Regions from separate parts of the Sus scrofa genome. Here all the other regions are linked to region 1. The links are chromatin contacts, called in public Hi-C maps. All regions are on one chromosome and are shown on one strand. The core of a region is the stretch at or near the end of the contact, and the rest is flanking DNA. Distances in the headings are between cores, read along the strand shown.

The links. A called contact is a pair of places that touch in the nucleus more often than the background predicts.
Region 2: a Hi-C map of liver shows a contact between it and region 1, with 2.5 times the contacts expected there. The contact joins the enhancer-like site here to the promoter of ELOVL6 in region 1. A contact is called at or near these places in 5 of 5 promoter capture datasets (fetal liver, fetal skeletal muscle, liver and 1 more), 34 of 47 Hi-C or Micro-C datasets (adipocytes, adipose tissue, alveolar macrophages and 16 more) and 2 of 2 datasets of contacts at active chromatin or transcription factors (alveolar macrophages and skeletal muscle).
Region 3: a Hi-C map of skeletal muscle shows a contact between it and region 1, with 2.9 times the contacts expected there. The contact joins the enhancer-like site here to the promoter of ELOVL6 in region 1. A contact is called at or near these places in 3 of 5 promoter capture datasets (fetal liver, fetal skeletal muscle and liver), 19 of 47 Hi-C or Micro-C datasets (alveolar macrophages, embryonic fibroblasts, fetal heart ventricle and 10 more) and 1 of 2 datasets of contacts at active chromatin or transcription factors (skeletal muscle).

The regions. Positions count from the first base shown.
Region 1 is chr8:112,036,286-112,040,072 of Sscrofa11.1, forward strand. It overlaps ELOVL6 (elongation of very long chain fatty acids protein 6), which reads left to right and starts at 2,385. Exons shown (of 5, transcript XM_021100707.1): 1 at 2,385-2,548; 2 at 3,058-3,178. The coding sequence starts at 3,090.
Region 2 is chr8:112,176,624-112,180,521 of Sscrofa11.1, forward strand. It overlaps ELOVL6 (elongation of very long chain fatty acids protein 6), which reads left to right. Exons shown (of 5, transcript XM_021100707.1): 4 at 3,351-3,502. Among named protein-coding and RNA genes, the nearest start is that of ELOVL6, 140 kb to the left of the region's middle. Within about 2 kb of position 2,583, at least 13 of the 83 cell types and tissues checked have an H3K27ac peak or open chromatin away from gene starts, as enhancers often do. A contact at or near this core is called in adipose tissue, fetal liver, fetal skeletal muscle and 2 more, where this site is marked.
Region 3 is chr8:112,251,495-112,255,688 of Sscrofa11.1, forward strand. EGF (epidermal growth factor) reads right to left here. Exons shown (of 24, transcript NM_214020.1): 17 at 3,795-3,911; 18 at 3,000-3,125; 19 at 596-718. Among named protein-coding and RNA genes, the nearest start is that of EGF, 76 kb to the right of the region's middle. Within about 2 kb of position 2,542, at least 2 of the 83 cell types and tissues checked have an H3K27ac peak or open chromatin away from gene starts, as enhancers often do. A contact at or near this core is called in skeletal muscle, where this site is marked.

The sequences.
Region 1 (3,787 bases), core at 1,135-3,634:
ACTATGTGTTAATAATTCAATCCCCAAGAGTTCCCTTTGTGAACCCACGAACCTGACTAGTATTCATGAGGATGCAGGTTGGGACCCTGGCTTGGCCCAGTGGATCAAGGATCCAGCGTTGCTATGAGCTGTGGTGTAGGTTGCAGACATGGCTCGGATCCCGAGTTTGCTGTGGTGTAGGCTGGCTCAGCTGTAGCGATGAGTAGACCCCTTGCCTGGGAATTTCCATATGCCATGGCTCTGGCCCTAAAAAGCAAAAAAAAAAAAAAAAAAAAATGGAATTCAATCCCCAGCTGGAAGCAGTGGGTTAAAGAAGGGATCTGGTATTGCCTCAGCTTCGGCTTGGATTCAATCCCTGCCCAGGGAACTGCCATATGACACAGGTGCAGCCATGAAAAAATAAAGTAAAATGATTAAATAGGCTGCCAAATTGCTAGGTAAAGTCACTAGTTTTCACTACCACTGACAGTGCCTGTTCTGAATATCCTCAACAGCACTTGTACTATCAAGAATTTATCATTTTTGGTAATTGATCACTTTAAAGGACTTAACCTCCAAATTTAAAGTAATTTTTCTTTAGACACCGTTAAAAACAAATCAGATATTTGCTTTTAACATAATGTCAAGTCCATCTTCAGAAAATAAACAGGTAGTAACAGACATTTGAATAAGAAACATAGGAAGTAAATGAGACTTTCTCATACTAGTTTAAAATTGATGTGATGACTAGTGAGAATTGTCCTCGGTTTAAAAATGGAATCCTTTTAAGGCAAAAGAAGGACCTATCCTTGCGCTATATACCAAGATGTTTGCTGGATTTTCCTCACACATGATTCCTTTCTCACTTCCCTCCCTTCTTTCACTTTGTTAATCACTTCATATCACAAATATATATATTTTAAATTATTTATTTAGCTTTTTTTTCAGGGCTCCCCTCGCAGCATATGGAGGTTCCCAGGCGAGGGGTCCAATCAGAGCTGCAACTGTGCAGCTGCCGGCCTACACCACAGCCACAGCTACACCAGATCCAAGCCACATCTGCAACCTACACCACAGTTCACGGCAAGGCCGGATTCTTAACCCACTGAGTGAGGTCAGGGATCAGACCCGAAATCTCATGGTTCCTAGTCGGATTGTTTCTGCTGTGCCACAATGGGAACTCCTACAAATATTTATTGACTACTCAAAGACCCAGGTACTTTGCTAAAATCCTTCTTTTTCAGGCCACACCCACTTGCCCCTAAATCCTGCCAAGTCTTTTGGCCTAGGCTTTACCTCCAAATTCACTTACAACTTGTACTGCAGAAGTCTCTATAATGACAACCCTTATATTGAGCAATGAGGAGAGTCCATACTTGGGAAATTTGGGAGCATCAACTTGTAAATTAATTTGCTAATTATAAATACATATGCGTGCATATGTGTGTGTGTATATATAAAAATGAACTGGATTTTAAAGACTCATTAATTATTTAAGTTCTTATTACACCCTCCTCATTTAGAGATATTTCTCACAGTTCCCACTTTTCAGAATTTTCTTCCTTGTCCTAATGTCCACCTAATTTTTAAAGCATAGCTTTAAAAAAAAAAATTATTATTGGGCATTCCCTCTGTGGTGCAGCAGAAACAAATCCAACTAGGAACCCTGAGGTTGGGGGTTCAATCCCTGGCCTAGCTCAGTGGGTCGAGGACCCGGCATTGCCGTGAGCTGTGGTGTGGGTTGCAGACGGGGCTCGGATCTGGCGTGGCTGTGGCTGTGGCCTAGGCTGGCAACTGGAGTTCCGATTCAGCCCCTAGCCTGGGAACCTCCATGTGATGCAAGTGCGGCCCTAAAAAGAAAAAAAAAAAAATTGTATTTTAAGCTTATAACAATTATATGTATAGAGCAAATTATCAGATGCTGCCAAGTCTCATTTCACTTTTCCTAACTTGTGGGTAATGAGTGGAGGAATGGACACCATAAAAAACACTTTTCCCTCTGAGAAAATGAAGAGGGTTGTTTATGGAAGCTGAGGTTAAAACACTGCAGTGAGAGCAGGGGTTCAGTAGAGGCCAATATTGCCTTTAGCCCTCTCCTCAAACACAATTCTGTTCCATCTACTACCCCAGCAATACATCAAGCGAAATTCCCCATGTGTTTTGCATTGGACCAGTTGGTCTAGTTTTCCTATCTGCTCACTTCCTTCTCCCCCTTTGTTTCTGTTCACTAATTCTACCCCTTCCCTCCCTTCCCCAAACCTACCACCTGACCTCTCTCTTCTGGCTACTAGTCACTCTCCACCCACCCTTGCCCGCCCTCAGCATCCCCAGACATCACGCGATTGGGGAGCTCTGCGGGCCAGGCCCCAGGTGAACTCGAGTCAAAGCCAGAGCTCAGGGCTGAGTGACCTGGAGGGTGTGGCAAGAGCAAGGAGGTGGGAAGTTTGATCCTTTCACGTGGGATTTCAGCGCAAATTTGCCTGGAGTTCTAGCCAGAGCTGGCAGGTTTTACTATTTACTTAAGGCTTACTCGCAGAGCTCGCTGGTCTGCGCCCTGGGGCTGCACTCGGTATGCGGAACACTTCATTCAAAGGCAAGGCTAGGCGGCTCACGAGGTCAGGATTGAGGCTGTGGATGACCTCGACACCACTTCCTCCCCCTTCTAGCCTTTCCTCCACCCTTTTAGTCACCTACTCGTAAACAAAACTGTCCCCAGGGCTGTCTTGCTTCCTTTCGCTCTCCCTCGCAAAGGGTTAATTTGTCTGATCGCATGAGGGGGAGGAGATTTCCCTGTAGACAAGTAAAAAGGGTGATGGACAAACGTGCGGGCACTAAGACCGCAAGGCATTCATTTCCTCCTACGGTGGATGCGGACGCCGGGAGGAGGAGAGTCCCAGAGCGAGGAGCTGAGAGCCCAGGCACAGGCAATGCTCAGCCCCGACTGTAGCTGAGAGAGACTGGGAGAGACCGATTGCTGGAGACCCAGCGGCGCGGGGAAGACCTAGGGGGGTGGGTGGGGGAAGCAGACAGGAGTGCACTCAAAATCAAGCGCTTTACAGATTATTTTATTTTGTGTAGAGAACACGTAGCGACTCCGAAGATCAGCCCCAATGAACATGTCAGTGTTGACTTTACAAGAATATGAATTCGAAAAGCAGTTCAACGAGAACGAAGCCATCCAATGGATGCAGGAAAACTGGTAGGTGATGCTTTCTCGTGATACAGTCCCCGGGAGCCTCGCGCGTCTCCCGGGTGTGCCTTAATGTCGGTACTCCCTTTCTGGGGTGTGAATGGAGCGAGGAACCGCGGGCAGTTGCTGAGTTCCCGGGTCTCCCGGGTGCAGGGGACACTGGGGCTGCATGAGACGCGTGGTTCTGTGGTTGCCCCTGGGTTAGCCGTGGCTAAGCATGCATCTTTAACATAGATTATATAACATAGAACATATATGTGTACATAGAGTAGATGTCTGCGCGACAGGGAAGGCGGGAGAGATGTCACAGTCCATACCTTTGCTGCTCCTGGTTTTCATCTAGATTTGGGTTTTCTTGCTTGGCCTCCGGCAGGCAGAGTGTGAAAGGCAGTGGGGGAGGACCCAGTCTCCTGCTCCCTTTAACCCTCTCCCGCCCGCCGCAGTCCTCTCTGGTCCTCGCCCTTTCCCATCCCTCGTGTCCTTCCTTTCTCCTTGCGTTTCTCTTACTTCACTGCCCTCCTCTTTGCTGCTCCTGAACCGGATTCCTCCTTTCCTGGACCCCTTTATCCCTTTCCGGTTTCTTAAAGAGACAGGGGCGGGGGGCGGGGGAGGAGGGGA
Region 2 (3,898 bases), core at 1,333-3,832, 140 kb after region 1:
GCACTGCCCTCTGTTCTGAGTCAGCCTGATTGTTCGAAGCTTAGGGAGTGAGGCTTACGCCCAGATCTGGGACAATAATATGTACTGTGCACTTGTTGCCAGCAATATTGTGGGTCACCACGATACCCAAACGTTCAATTCCGCAGTGCTCCGAAGCAGCCCCTCGTGCCCTAACCCTCAAAGTTTCGATACCTGTTTATCCCCAACTCAAATACCACCTCCGCGGACGTCTCCTAGACCACCGGCAGGAGCAGCCCAAGTTAGCCTATTGATTCTTGTCACTCCGGCATCGAGAACATGGCCAATAAATATTTCACAAATGAAAGAATAAATCTCTGTGCAGAGACTTAAGAAATTGGCTATAAACTACAATAATTTTTGAGACTCAAGAAGATTAAAAGGTAGTAACTATTCCAAAGCTGCTTTCCTTGATCTGCTCTGATCATGTAAGTACACAGTCTAGTAGCAAAATATAGTAGCCGAAGGGCTCTGCTTCCCCAGTGAGGGGCTGCAGGTGGGGCGGGGAGAGACATGTGCTAATGGTTCAGAAAGTCACAGATCTGGGGCTAAGGAGTGGAGACGGATACATACTGAAAATGTGTCATTTGTGTGTTTCTTTGCTTTGGGCTTGTACAAAAGTCATTGACGTATATCCCACCAGTCTGTGAAAAGCAGATAACTGATGTAGTGAGTAGTTCACTGACCGTATCTATGACTATATATTTATGTATGTCTGTATATTTTGTCTTTTTAGGACCACACCTGTGGTATATATGGAGGTTCCCAGGCTAGGGGTCGATTGGGAGCTGTAGCTGCTGGCCTACATACAACCACAGCAACTGGGGATCTGAGCTGCCTCTTCGACCTACACCACAGCTCACAGCAACACTGGATCCTTAACCCACTGAGCGAGGCTAGTGAGGCCAGGGATCAAACCCACGTCCTCATGGACTGCTGAGCCACGACAGGAGCTCCCAAATAGATCTATTTTATAGCCACAAAAAAATTAATTTGTGTTCAAAAGTCTACTGAAGATCAGATCTGGTGTGTTGTGTCTGCTGGGATGCTTTGGGGTATAAATAATAAAAAGCAAAACTCCACATGGCTTATCCAATTAGGAAGCTTTATGTCAACACCAAGAGGTCTTGTGATAGAATCACTGAAAGGGTAATGGGTAATTCAGCAGCTCAGTCACATCTCAAGGGAATACTTTGCCGTCCTCAAGGTAGCTCCTTCCTGGTTGCAGGATGGCTGCTGTTCTTCCAACCACTGCGTGGTGATGAGCAAGGAAACCTTGCCTGAAAAAGGCCCCAGCAGCCTTCTCCTCACATCACGTTGGCTAGAACGAGGTCCGCGCCCAGCCTAACAAGTTACTAGCAAGGGAGATGGAAGTACTAAAACTTGCTTACATCGTTAGGATTTACTCCTAAGCCAAAGACAAGGTCAGCTTCCTTGGGGGAAGCATGAGTTGGGAGAACCTGGACAGGATCAGCATTCTTTTAATATGGAAAAGGAGGAAGAGACTTGAGCTTCGAACAGGCAGCCAACAGTGTCGGCTCTGTAAGCTCAGTGGAGACGCCATATCCCTCTTTCCCTGCTACCTTCCATAAGCAGCAAAGTCCCCAGTTTTCTAGTCACCATCATCTGGTGATGGCGGCAACTTTCCTTATGAAAATTTAGCCACCCTCTGGTGAGGGAAAACCGAAATTTGAAAAATGTACCTGACATTACCAATGAAATCCAACTTCCCATTCGCAAGCCAGGATTGTATATTGATCGTAAAGGCTGAGGTCATGCTACCAGGAGGGACATTTGTTTAAGAAAGTGAGAAGGGGCAGCCTTCAAGTGAGCATGGGAGAAGAGCTCCCCAAGAAGAGGACATAGCATATGCACAGGTCTCAAGTCACAAAACGGAAAGGATCAGAAGGTGCGGGGAGGATTGGCTCACAAGGGATGGGACGAATAGGCAGGAGGGAAGGGTGGCGGGGGGAGCGAGGGGGGCCACTCAAGCCTTGCAGGTCCCATGAAGGCGTTGGAGGCTACATCTTGAGTGCAGGGGGACATAGGATCTACAGTTGTAAAGTCATACCCCAAATCCTATGTAGGATCGTTTTCTATGTTGGAAAGAGGAACTGCATTTCTTCCTGGAAGCGGTATGTCATTAGAGAAGCTACTTTCAGAGCCCCCCAAATAAGAGGCTGTTGCCAGCAATTCAGTCTCATTACTTTGGTTCGATGCGAAGGTGATCTTTGGTTTTATCTGGTGGACACATGTTTACGGATGGCGTCCCCTGGTGGAATGACTTGTTATGGAGCAACACTTGAGACATCTTAAAAGATGTGCCTCTGCAAGGACAGAAAGCTCTCATTTCCCTGTTGGGTGAGGCTGCTACTCATTTCAATAGTTGATTGCTAGTTTATCTTAGGACTTGTAAAACCTAAAATGGGATGCTGCCAGGACAAGGATGGGCCAGCACATCCCTACCCCCCTCCCCCCGCCAGGATCAGCCAGCTCTCCTTTCCGTGGTCCGTGCAGTTGGCGAGCTGTGGGGCACGTGTGCCTGTCGGGTTCACTCTGTCATGGAGGCGGCGCGGTCCAGCTGCCAGGTCCTTTCATACCTCATGTTACAGCAGAGCTCAGCGCCTTCCAGAGCTCTCCTCTTTCCTTAGCGGTTCCTGGATAAAAATGCCACATGTCCGTTTACTTTTCCACAGTATCGCTTGTTCAGCAGTCTTTGAGCAACTCTGCCTGGGTGAAGGCAAACACGTTTCGGGGCATTGAAGAACGGTGTTGCAACACGGTTGGCCACGGTTAGGGGAGCTCAGGGGCATGATCCTGGGGGCACTCCAGGGGGAGGGGGGCTTCCCATGGAAGTTAAGCCTTCTTCCTCGGGCTTCTGTGAAAAAGATGGATTTGAGAGCGAGAGAGATTCAGGAAACGGAGCCAGGGATCTGGAGACTAATTGGACAAAGGACAAAATGGAGATAATTAGCAGAGTTTTCAGCCAACTCCATCTCACTCCCAAGGGACAGTTCTCAAGCCAAAACACAGGTCAGGTCAGCAGAGTTCTTGAGCTGTTGCCTGAGATGCACTCCCCTTTTCCATGACACCTTTCTGGAACATTGAGGACGACGCGTTAGGTGGCCTTAGGGATGGCCTTCAGAATAAAGCCCTGAGAAGTGGTGTAACTCTTGTTTACAAACCATTTTCAATGCCTCTGGGTAAAAGCAGATTTTCGTGCTGCTGCATCGCTATCAATGTCCTGCCAGTGGCAGGCTTCTACCAACGGTTCATGTCAGAAGTGAAATTCTTTTTCTGAATGTTGTTTCTTTTCTTTTTTCATTATGAAGTATATTCGGTGCTCTTCGAACTGGTGCTTATATGCTGTACATTTTGATGACCAAAGGCCTGAAGTATTCAGTTTGTGACCAGGGTTTTTACAATGGACCTGTCAGCAAATTCTGGGCTTATGCATTTGTGCTGAGCAAAGCACCGGAACTAGGTGAGTGTCTTCTCTCCTTCCGTTTCCTCCCCCCCCACCCCCTTTGTAGCTACACACCCACAATATTTATTTTTAAATGGACCAAGAAACAACTTTGAAGGCCCTGTTTTACTGGTTGTAGGAAAGTCACGATTAATGACTTTTTGATTAACTTCCACTATTTTTCTGTTCTCTCCTTCCCTCCTTTGAAATAATTGTGCATTGTGTATATGAAGAACAAAATACTTTATGTTAAATGTGCAGGTGTCCAAAGCCTTACTGAAAACCCACTTCTGGGGGTTTATAACATCTACCCCTCCCCTTCTTTCCCACCGGTTAACAGCTCAGCTAATTTTAGAATATGGGGGGAAATTAGCCACACAGCCCTCACCCAGTCCCATACTTTCAGCTCTGGAG
Region 3 (4,194 bases), core at 1,292-3,791, 220 kb after region 1:
CGAGACGGGTAAATCATCGCTGGCAGCAACAGGGACAGAGCCTCTGATCCTGGCTTTTGGGTCTATGAAGCCAGCCCCCTACTGGGGTGCTGATGGTGAGAAGATACTGCTGTTATGGGGGGAGGGTTCAGGAAACAGAAATCAACCTTATCAGCATTTTTTAAAGTTGTAATTCAGATCAAGAAATACTGACTTATTAAAGGAATATTTTAAAATCTTTTAAAGGGATTCAAAAACTGCTAAGAGTCCAGATATCTTCCCCAACCTGTCTCGCCCTGAAGAGTTTTTCCAGCAGCCCCCAAAATCAACATTACAAATCAGGACATTAGCTGCAGAGTTAAAGAGAACCACCTGGGTTCCCACCTTTATTGAATTGTAAGTAATAAAGAAGGATTTATCCCAGATGCTATTAAATTAAGAAAACTTGGACCATTTCACATTCTGAGCCCCAGCATCAATCTAATCAGGAAAGTAAACTCTCCAGCCTGATTGAACCAAATGATTTCTAGAATCTCTAATGGAAATACACTTGGGTACAGAGTTTTTTTTCAGAATCAAGTTCCTCCCCTGGGATCTGGACCACCCACCAACCTACCAGGGCAAATCCGTCCGGGTTCAGAGGGGCGGCCAGCACATGTGCAGGTGTAGTTTCCCTCCGTATTTGTACAGGTGGCATTTTCCCCACAGGTGTGCACACCTAGTTGGCACTCATCAATATCTGCCAGAAAAAGGGAGTAGAAAGAAGTGGGGTGTGGAGGAGAACAGAGGACTGTACAATTGGAAACACCAATATTCTGGAAGGGGAGCATCTTCCACTCATGTCACACTGCGTATTCTCAGAGTCCCACACATTTTTAGGTTGAAAAATTCTAGTATACATGTTGGAGAGAGAGATGACCTGGGCCCCTCGGTTGCATGCCCAGGCAGGTAAACTGGAAGTTTCCCTACTGGTTGTAAGGAAAGGAAATTTCTCAGCATAAGTAGCTCAGTGGGAAGGGTGGAGATGGTTAACAGTCTCTAGGTAAACATTCAGAAGTTCAGATCAGAGGAAACATTTTTGCCTTTTTTCACAGAAACAAACGAAGGCATCACGTTTTGTTTTGTTTTGTTTTTTTGTTTTGGTTTTTTTTTTTTTTTTTTTGCTCATTAGGGCCTCACCCTTGGCATATGAAGGTTCCCAGGTCAAACTGGAGCTGCAGCTGCCAGCCTACCCCATAGCCACGGCAACACAGGATCCAAGCCTCGTCTGCAACCTGCACCACAGCTCATGACAACACCGGCTCCTTAATCCATTGAGCGAGGCCAGGGATCAAACCCACATCCTCATGGATCCTAGTTGGGTTTGTTAACTGCTGAGCCATGAAGGGAACTCCATGAAAGCATCACTTTCTTTCCCAACGACTCCCCTTTCCTTGTCTCAGTTACTGCCACCCTAACACTGAAGTCCTTTCTCTGTAAAATTTCCTGCTGCTCTAAGAGGAGCAGTCTTCTACCTTCCCTCCATCCCAGCTCTCCTCCACTCCACTCCTAAACACCAGCGCCAGATTAATCGTCCTGAACCACATCTCCCATCACAGCACCACTTGACCCAAATGCTGCCAGTGCTCGTCTGTTGCCTGGAGCCGTATTGAAGCGCTATCCTGAATAGTGCAAATGGAGTCTTTTTCTGTGTTCTTTTTTAAACTGACATCCTATTGTAATCTCTATGAACTATCACCTTGAGAATGAGATAGAAGCAAAAACAAAGATGGACTCTTGGCCAGGAAACACAACTACTCTTAGGAATAACAACGACCGTTGTTTTCTATGGCACTTACTATGTGCTAGGCATGGTTCAAAGTGCTAAATCTGCATGGAGGGGAGCAGCACAGAGAATAAGAACAAGCCCAGGGCTTCCAGGTGGCCCAAGGACTCTGTGCCAACAGGGCAGGCTGGGCGAGGACACCCTGCTGCGTGGAAGGAGGTGGGTGAGTTGCAGGGTGAGAGTCCAGAGCATAGTGAGTTTAAGCATCCAAGAAAGTATACCTTCCCTTTTTCTTCAAAGTCAATTAAATATAAAGCCTGTTTGTCTAAATTATCTGTGAGCCTGCTTAATGAGACCAGTGACATTTTCCTGACTGACAGCCAAATATGTGCTTAAAAGAGCATTTACAGATGTCTGTGGACTCCGCAAAACTAATCTGATAAAGGTCTGATTTAAACCGACTAGATCCAGACAATTGGTAGTCATGACTGATGTTTCATCTTCAACCTCAGCATGTTGGGAGAAAGCAGTACCATATTAGTTTTTATCAGGGCATCTGCCCCTGGCCGTGAAAAGATTTTTGTTTTCAGAAGGAAAAGAAAAGACTGAGAGAGACATTTGAAAGCCCCGTAAAACTTGAGATAACGATTTTACTGGGCCACGATGGCTTCAGGCAGGTCTCTACTTGCTGCCACGCTACTGACACCTGGAATGGTACCTGGCATCTGTTAAGTGAACTCCCAACCCTCCAGCCACACCCAGAACTTGGCAGAGGACGGCGATTAGGAAAGAGGTCTTCATCATCCCTCGCTTGCTAAATGTCAGCAGCTTGAACTTCTCAAGAGTCAGCCAGCGAGCCCTTTCCCAGAACCACCCCTCCTCTCGTTTGCTCACAGCGGGGACCTCCAATAAAAACCACATCAGCTCACGTTAGGGACCAAGAAAGTGCTGTTCAGTTCCCCACCCCGATGTGGAGTCCTGATGAAGCCCTGAGGTCGCTCACCCTGAGAAAGAACCAGGGGGAAACAGAGCGCTGAGGCTGACGAGTGCCAATCATGGCCAAAGGGGATGAACTTGACTGTTTACCAAGAACTTGACTGTTTACCAAGAACTGAAAGATGTCAGGTCCTCTTTTGGTCTTAACTTGTGTGTCACCCCAATTAGATCCCATCTTTTCTCGGCCCACCACGCCCCGTGTTTGGTGAGTCTCCAAGGCCTGCCTCCACCCTCCTCCTTCAGCCCGCAGCTCTCTTACCGAGACAGTGGATCCCATCTCCCTGGTAGCCTTCCGAGCAGCGGCAGACGTGACCACCTTCGGTATTGATGCACTCGGAGGAGGTAGGAGGGCACACCGAGGTGCCCAGCTCACACTCATCTATATCTGTGGACAAACGATGAACTAGTGAAACGTGCAGGCAATCCTGGTATAAATGAAAATAGCAGGAAAGAATAGTATAGTCTTTCATACAATCATCCAGCGACAAATAGGTTCTGTTTGCAAATGTAATACAAGCCCTGCATCCTGGACATCAAGTTCACTTCTGAATCAATTTTTATCGATTTCTCAGTGTTCAGTTAGCTAAGTATGTGTTAATAATCACTTTGTGCTAGAGTTTCAGACTGTACGATGGGAGATTTTTACAGTAATGACTATCAATACCAAATAGAAACCCATTCAGCAAAACCCACTTAACAATGAAAACTTATGACCTAAGCTTTTTTTGGGGGGCTGCTTTTATTGGAATTGAGGCATTTATAAATTTGACTTGAACACAGATTCATACTTCAGAAGCTAATTATAAATTCTTTATCCTTAATATCAATTGCATATATTACGGCACGTTAATGTAAATGCCGTGTAATCTAACACGATATTAAATGTTTCAGATTTTCTATGCCTACCTCCATGATCTTTTTAGCTAGTATCAAACAACATTCAATCCCGCTGATCACATAAATCCTTCTGGAGATTTTGCATCGGTATGATCTGAGAGGATGTTTTTGATTCATTATTTTCCAGATATTATGTGTATTTGGCCTTTGCTCTTACCAGAACACAGGTTTCCATCTCCAGCAAATCCTTTCAAACACTGACACGTGGCGTCCTCTCCCTCTGTAACACACCGCGCCTGCGCACTGCATCCCGCAGCGCCGCAGTCCTCGTCATCTGCATGGTGAGAACCCCATCAGATTATTTCCAGACCTCAGAGAAGAAAATGGATTTTAATGTTTGGAGGCCTACAGAACATGCCAGCACTTCCTTTCCCAAGATCTGGGATAGGTTAACCTCCAAAAAGAAACACCGTGTTGACCTTTAAGCTAGATCTATATTAAAGGATCCACAAGCCATGTGTTTCCGTTTACATGCTCTCAACAAATCTTTAGTCTTACAAGAATGATGCAGTGTTCAAAGACCTCTGTATGAACTTGTTTACAATGTTTTTAAAAAA